Linked DNA regions of Mus musculus: region 1 is linked to region 2. The links are chromatin contacts, called in public Hi-C maps. All regions are on one chromosome and are shown on one strand. Each heading gives the region's core, a stretch centred on a gene start, on an enhancer-like site or on the middle of the called end of the contact. The rest is flanking DNA. Distances are from core to core; before and after follow the strand shown.

What was found. A called contact is a pair of places that touch in the nucleus more often than the background predicts.
Region 1: a contact with region 2 is called in a Hi-C map of CD8 T cells, with 1.6 times the contacts expected there. The contact joins the promoter of AU020206 here to the enhancer-like site in region 2. A contact is called at or near these places in 1 of 15 datasets of contacts at CTCF or cohesin (CD8 T cells), 7 of 484 Hi-C or Micro-C datasets (CD4 T cells, CD8 T cells, ECoMG-derived neutrophils and 3 more) and 2 of 115 datasets of contacts at active chromatin or transcription factors (bone marrow-derived macrophages and embryonic stem cells).

Annotation. Positions count from the first base shown.
Region 1 is chr7:75,779,818-75,783,528 of GRCm38.p6, reverse strand. It overlaps AU020206 (expressed sequence AU020206), which reads left to right and starts at 1,409. Exons shown (of 3, transcript NR_165329.1): 1 at 1,409-1,477; 2 at 2,773-2,904. RefSeq lists a cis regulatory region at 1,046-1,788.
Region 2 is chr7:75,737,974-75,741,699 of GRCm38.p6, reverse strand. Akap13 (A kinase (PRKA) anchor protein 13) reads right to left here. Exons shown (of 37, transcript NM_029332.1): 30 at 2,140-2,334. Among named protein-coding and RNA genes, the nearest start is that of AU020206, 42 kb to the left of the region's middle. Within about 2 kb of position 2,404, at least 19 of the 459 cell types and tissues checked have an H3K27ac peak or open chromatin away from gene starts, as enhancers often do. A contact at or near this core is called in CD8 T cells, where this site is marked.

The DNA of each region.
Region 1 (3,711 bases), core at 160-2,659, 43 kb before region 2:
GACAGGGTTTCTCTGTGTAGCCCTGGCTGTCCTGGAACTCACTCTGTATACCAGGCTGGCCCTGAACTCAAATCTGCCTCCCTCTGCCTCCCAAGTGCTGGGATTAAAGGTGTGTGCCACCACTGCCCGGCAGTATCTGGTCTCTTTTTTTTTTGTTTCTGGTCTCTCTTAATAATACATTTCTGAGTCACACAGAAGGAAAGGGGCATGAATACATTTCTGAGTCACACAGAAGGAAAGGGGCATGAGGAGAAACAGAACACATCTGACCCTTGGCTTATCTTCAGTGATGGTCAAACCTCAGTGGATAGGTGGCTGACTTAAGATGTGGATACTCACAGTGTGGAGAGTCCTTGATGCAGCTTCAAGGATATTGGCAAGAATATTTACTTTTGGCTTGGAGGACAAGGGAGGAGGCTCAGATAAGAATAATGTACTGTGTTCCTTGTGTCTTGGTCATCCTGTTTATTGCCTTGTTTGACTACATTGTCTTTAATCTAAGAACTGACCTTAGATGACATAAAAGCAAGCTGGAGAAAAATAAACCCACATCAGCCCTGGTTGGGGTCGTGTTATAATGTTGTTTAATTGTCTTTTCTTTCTTTAACCTCCCTCCCTCCTTTGAGACCCCGATGACTGAGCTGGCTTCATGCAGAAGGAAAGGGGCGTGGGGAGAAGCAGAACACATCTACCCTTGGCTTATTTTCAATAATGATCAAGCCCCAGCAAATGTGAATGTGTGGCTGACTTAAGATGTAGATACTCACACCATGCTTCATCTTTACAAGGTCACTGCTGCAGGCCATGGGACTCCTGGAATGCAGTTTGTTGCCTTGAGTAAACCAAGATTTGGTTTTGGTTTTGGTTTTGGTTTTGGCTTTTGTTTTTTTTCCGAGACAGGGTTTCTCTGTGTAGCCCTGGCTGTCCTGGAACTCACTTTGTAGACCAGGCTGGCCTCGAACTCAGAAATCTGCCTGCCTCTGCCTCCCGAGTGCTGGGATTAAAGGTGTGCGCCACTACTAAACCAGGGTTTTACTGGGTGGGGGTGGGGGCGGATTAAAACATTTGCGTTGCAATCTAACTAGGTGTGGGAGGCAAAAATATATGAATCCTTTGTTCTTTTTTCTGAGTTCGAGGCCAGCCTGGTCTATAAAGTGAGTTCCAGGACAGCCAGGGCTATACAGAGAAACCCTGTCTCGAAAACAAACAAACAAAAAAAGAATCAGGTGGCACTAACTTTTCTTTCCCCTCCCGGCCCCTCGCTGGACCAGAGGCTGGGGCAGCCCACCCCTTCCTCCAAATGCAGCTGTAGTATGGGTTCGTCGGGCCATCCGTCACAAATCTACGGCCTCTGATTGGCTTTTGTGCTTAGGAACCATAAAATGGGGCGGGAATTGGGGAGAAATTGGCTTTTTGGCGGCAGCACTGCGTCAGCGGCGGCGGCGGCGGCAGGGACTTGCAGTGCGTGAGCTGCATGGTGAGTACCGGGTTGAGTCCTGGCCGACCGTGTTCGCAGTGCCCGTTATCCGGACGGCCTCCTTGCGGCAGGAGCGCCCGGAAGCGTGTGGAACCGTGGGTCCGGTTTACTGGGTCGGGGAGTTTGGGTCGAGATAGCAGCCGGACTCCATTTAAGACCAGGAGTCATTTTGAGATTCTGCCTCAGTTAGGTTAAAGTTTTTTGGGGTGGGGTGGGGGCTAGAGGGTTTCGAGACAGGGTTTCTCTGTGTAGCCCTGGCTGTCCTGGAACTTACTTTGTAGACCAGGCAGGACTCGAACTCAGAAATCCACCTGCCACTGCCTCCCACGTGCTGGGATTAAAGGCGTGCACCACCACTGCCCGGCTAGGTAAAAGTTTTTTGTTTTGTTTTGTTTGTTTTTTGAGACAGGGTTTCTCTGTGTAGCCCTGGCTGTCCTGGAACTCACTTTGTAGACCCGACTGGGGTAAAAGTTTTAATATTCTGTTTCTTGGAGTTAGGCTGTGCCCGACAGATGTTTTGTACCTTGTGCTCCAGGAAGAGTTCTATAACTGCCTTGTGCTCTCTGTAAACCCGCCTGCTTGCAAAATACCTCTCTCTCCCATTGGTTTTGTCCTATAAGAGAAGTATGGGAAATTTAGGGGGAGACAGCTGTGCACAGACTTGGCTGTGCACGGAATAAGGTGTTCTTTATCCTCATTCGGTGGGATTAATAAATTAATTAATTTTGGAGGCTCCAGTGATATAAGAAGCTGTTAGGGTCCATAAACTGTATAAACATAGATTTCAGTCAGGGATAGTTTATCGAACGCACATCCTAAGATTGATCAATCAGAGATGTAGCTCAGACTCTACAGCTGGAAGCTACAACCCTGAATGTTTTCTAGGGTCAGTTTATAGAGGTTAAAACCCCACAGGGAGCTTTTATAAGCAGGTACTGGGCGGGCTGCAGGTGGTCTGCCTTTCCCAAGTTGTTACTAGTTTAGGCATAACAGTTGAAGCTGGTTTCTATTTTGGTTGGTCCCAAGTGAAGGCTGTGGTTGGGGAATTTCTAAGAACCTCAGAACAGAACAGGATATATGGCCAACTTGATCTCTCTCTGAGCCAAACTGTTGTCAGCAGTATGAGGTGGCTGACAAGCATGAGGCAGGAGGGTTACAGCTAAATTGGGGGGGGGGGGCGGGGGACGGAGGGGGGGGTGGGGGGGCGGGGGGGGAGGGGCTAAGCTAGGGCGGAGGGTAGCTTTAACAAATCCCTACCCAAATTCAGAACCTGGACCCTTCCCTTCAAACCTCAGGTACCAGAGCACCACTGCCCAGGGTGTGCACCTTGAGACGTTCCAAGGCCCCTGCAGGCTTGATTTCAGTTCGGAGGTCCACAGCTGCAGGAAAAGAAACCCAGCAAGCACCTGGATGAGGAGCCTTCATTGGTAAGTCATTGCTTTCCTTACGTAACATCTGGTCCTCTTCTACTAGGATCCCATCTGGATACAGTGTCTTAGGAGATAGATGAACTCCTGTCCAGGGCACTAGGGAGAGGTCACACTGCCTTCTTGGTCCTGTGTGTCCTGTTCTGTTTTGTTTGCCTTTTCTGTTTTTTGTTTTGTTTTGTTTTGTTTTTTGTTTTTGTCCTGAGTCTTCTGAGGTTTGGGTTTGGGGTGACTGGAAGACAAAATGGGTAACAAGACTAGTAAACCCTACATACAGAACTCCCCACTGCTTCACTCCTGTCAGTGCCCATCTCAATCCAAACCCCGATCTCAGCCCTCACCTCAGCCCTCACCTCAGTCCTCACCTCAGCCCTCATCTAAATCCAAACTCCGATCTCAGCCCTCATCTAAATCCAGACCCCGATCTCAGCCCTCATCTAAATCCAAACCCCGATCTCAGCCCTCACCTCAGCCCTCACCTCAGCCCTCATCTAAATCCAAACCCCGATCTCAGCCCTCATCTAAATCCAGACCCCCCAAATCCTCACCTCCACCCCCACCCCACCAGCCGGACCACTCCCCGCCCTTCCCCCTCCCCACATCCGATTGGGATTTACTTCCTTATGCTTCTAACTGTCGTCAGACTGGGTCCTCCTCCCTCACCAGGTCTCCTGCTGCTGATCTTTCTAACCGGAACACCCAGAGCCCTCCTTTGAGCACCAGCGGGAGCTGTATAGCCTATGTACCTTTAACGACCACTGCTCTCTTAAAATGGAAGATGCAGTACCCTTCTTTCAGCAAAAACCC
Region 2 (3,726 bases), core at 1,155-3,654:
GCCTCTGAGCATGATGGGAAAAAAGATGTGACATGAGAGTAACTAATATACTCAGGTATGAAAATACTAGCCAAAGATTTCATATCCAGAAGATCTTTTGAAATCAATAAAGGAGTCAGAAATACTATTTTGTTGGGCCTTTGAGGACACTGACCTAAACATGGGATTCTATAAGGATGTACTTAAAGAACAAATACTGTATGTCAGGCTAGGAGTAGAGTGGGTGTGCATGGTTACAGACCAGATGTGTAGACACAGTGTAACTACTTCAGAATATGGATATGGGAGACAGGCCGCCTTGGATGTAAGAACTGTATTGGTAAGAATACCAGTATCATTCTTACACTATTACACTAGAACCAGTGTTAATGCATGATTGGGACAGTATTTTTAATTAAAAGCATATTCATTCTCTCTCTCTCTCCCTCTCTCTCTCTGTGTGTATGTATATATGTGGTGGTCCATGAGTGTCAAGGAGGGTGTGGAAGCCCTTTTATTATGTGGCTTCTGGGAATCAACTCAGGTCATCACTTTGCAGCAAGTGCCTTCACCTAAACTAAGCCATCTTATCGACCCAATAGAGGTTATTCTAATTCTATAATAGAATATAGAATAGGGTATCCTTGAGAAAGAATACTCAATGTGGAAAACAGACAGACATTTGTAAGTGATAAGGTTTTAAAATAAAAAAGGCAACCTGTAATTTGTAATTTGATTAGCTCCATCCACTGAAAAGGACAACACAGTAATGTTTAAAACCTCACAGCAACTACTATATATACTATATCCCTGGTACCTAGATTTCGATCTTAAAATATTTTTCACTAAGAGACCAGAAATCTTGAAGGAATGAATTCCTTAACTCCTGGAAGCAAGCTCTGCACTGTGGCCAGTGGAGGACACTAGCTTTAAATGAGGTTGGGAACTGCTCAGAGATCTAGAACCCATGAATCCATAGTAAGTTTATTTTGGGGCTGGTGACTGATCACAAGGCCCCTCTTGCATGCAGAGCTCTATCTCTGAGCTACAACTGCAGCCTCATGACATGTGTACAACGTAGTGCAGGTACTAGCAGAGGACTGGCACACAAAGAAGACCCCCCCTCCCCCCGGCATTCAGCCTTCTATCCATCCCACGGTTCCTATTCCACAGAAACAGGGCTACCTAGGACCTGATATTTCCCTGGGAAAGAACCAGTACCACAGGAGCACACATTATGAGTAACGCAAGCAGCGGTGACTGCAAGATCTAGAGGACAGAAGGTACCATATGGAAACTCCAACTCATGGTTCAAAAAGCTCAGCTACTCCAAGGATAAAGTACAGGGCGAGCAAGGGGATGCAGGCTTGTAGGATGGCTCAGCAGGCACGCAAGGGTACTTTTATGCCAACTTGACACAAACTAAACTTATCTGAGAGAAGGGAACCTCAATTGAGAAAATGCCTCCGTAAGATGGGGCTGTGGGCCAGCCAGCAAGCCAGCAAGCAGCATCCCTCCGTGGCTTCTGAGTCAGCTCCTGCCTCCAGGCTCCTGCCCTCCCATGATGATGAACAGTGATGTGGAGGTGTGAGCCAAATAAACCCTCTCTTCCCCAACTTGCTTTTGGTCATGGTGTTTCCTCATAGCAATAATAACCCTAACTGAGATGGCAGGTCAAGGCATTCACCATGGGACCATGCCTGATGTTCACCATGGGGCCACGCCTGATGACCTAAGTTTGATCTCTGAGCCGTACATGGTAGAGAGAACGGACTCTCCAAGCTGTCCTCTAACCTTTATGTCCATGTCACAGTGTGGATTCCCCCCCACCCCACGTACAGTAAATACATTAACATAACTTAAAAATAAAACCAGAAAGAAGGGGAAAATACTTAAGTGATTATTAATGCACTTTAGGGAAGCTGCACCTGTTAGGAGGAAGTTAGATATGACGGGGACATGCAAAGGCTTTCAGGGTATCTGCCACATTTTATTTCTTAGCCTGCATAGTGCTTATAAGGGATATTTACTATAACTAAGGGATAGTTACTATACTGACACTGGGCAGTTTTTTATACTGGTGCTTTAGTTATTAATGGCAGGAACTGGCAGAGGACATTAGTGTACACACAGGAGGGGCCGATACTGTGTGTAAATTACCTTCATTTATTGCACTTTTCATCAGCGGTCCTCCTTTGAGAGCCTCCTCTGTGTTGGAGCGGAAGAGCACTCTCGGGCTGTGCGTTGGGGAGCAATCCTCTGGCAAGGGAGTGCTGCACTCAGTCATGTCCCGGAAAATCATCTCCTTCTCTTCCAGCAAGAGGAGGATCTGCTGGTCCTTCTGCTGAAGCTGTTCTGCAGGGCAAATGGAGAAACCACTTAAACTCTATGGAGCTGTGGACCACGAGATGACCGGGAGATGAGCACCACCTTGTGGCAGTTAAGGGAAGGGCCATGACAGGAGATGCCTCCCATCCTGAGCACAGGGTTGCTTCTGTACTTTGTGAAGCAGCAGCAGCACTTCTGATGTAACTGCTCTGCACGTTGTCTCTGCTCCCTTCTTGACTGTGGCTGTCTTTACCACAGTCTGGCACTGATGCCACGTTCCTGCAACCACCTTAATTACAGACCCTTATTTTAGGTCTTTTCCCACATGGATATTTATTTCCTCTTTCTGAAACACTCTACCTGTGCTGCCCTGAGGATATCAGTTTCTTCACCGGGCATTTTATGGGTCCTCCATCTGCAATGGAGTGGCACTGCTGACTGCCCTCTATATGCCCTACACACTTTCTTCCTGGGGCTCACACTCTCTGTCAACTGCCTCCCGTATGCTGATTATCCTCAGCAAGCACCCTTAAACCTACATTATTTTCTGAACGTCAGACCACTGTGTCACTATCACATGAGTATCTCAACCAAGAGGGTGCTATCAGGATAGCAGAAATGAGTCTTCCCGCTGACTGACCTCTAGTTTACGGTTTCTTCCTTAGCACTCTATCTTCCAGGATCCCCAGCTTGGTAAACCGGTATCTTTGTCTATCCTGTCCCATCACTCACATCCAGCTGCCTAGTTGGTATTTTTAATTTGTTCTTTGGCAATTTCATACATGTCTAAAGTGTATTCTTTTACCCGAATTTCTTTCCTACCTCTAGTATCTGATCCCAGGTAATTTTCCTACATTCATGACTTGCTGTTTTATTCTGAGTTTAACTAAGATCACCTTTGTGAGTCTGATGAGCTCCTCAATGGGCCTTAAGACCACAACTGCCCTTCCTCCCAATTCCATCAGCAGGGAAGGGTAGAGCCCCTATCCCTGATTTACTCTTGGGCCCCACTGAAGGCAGCCACAGCTGCTGTGGAGTACTGACTGTAACCACTGTGCCATGTCCAGAAACCAACATTCCTAGTGCTTCTCCCTGTCTTGAAGCTCTTACATTTCTTTTCTAGCTCTTCTTCCACCATGCTCCCAGAGCCTCAGAGGGAGAGGTATAAATGCTGTGCTCAGGGTTGAACACTCAATTGTCACTAACTTATTCTCTCCACATTGAACAGCCATGCATCTCTGCATTCACCAGTGTTCTTTGCCAACAGGCATCTCTGGTTGAGGCTGGCCGTAGCATTTTGATTAACAACCTTATTTCTTCGCCTGTCTGGTTACCTACTCATCTCTCACTAACTTATCCTAGAGATTTCCCGAGTGGTCCAGAAGCACCTCTACTTCCTCAAGCAATTCTCCTGAAAGG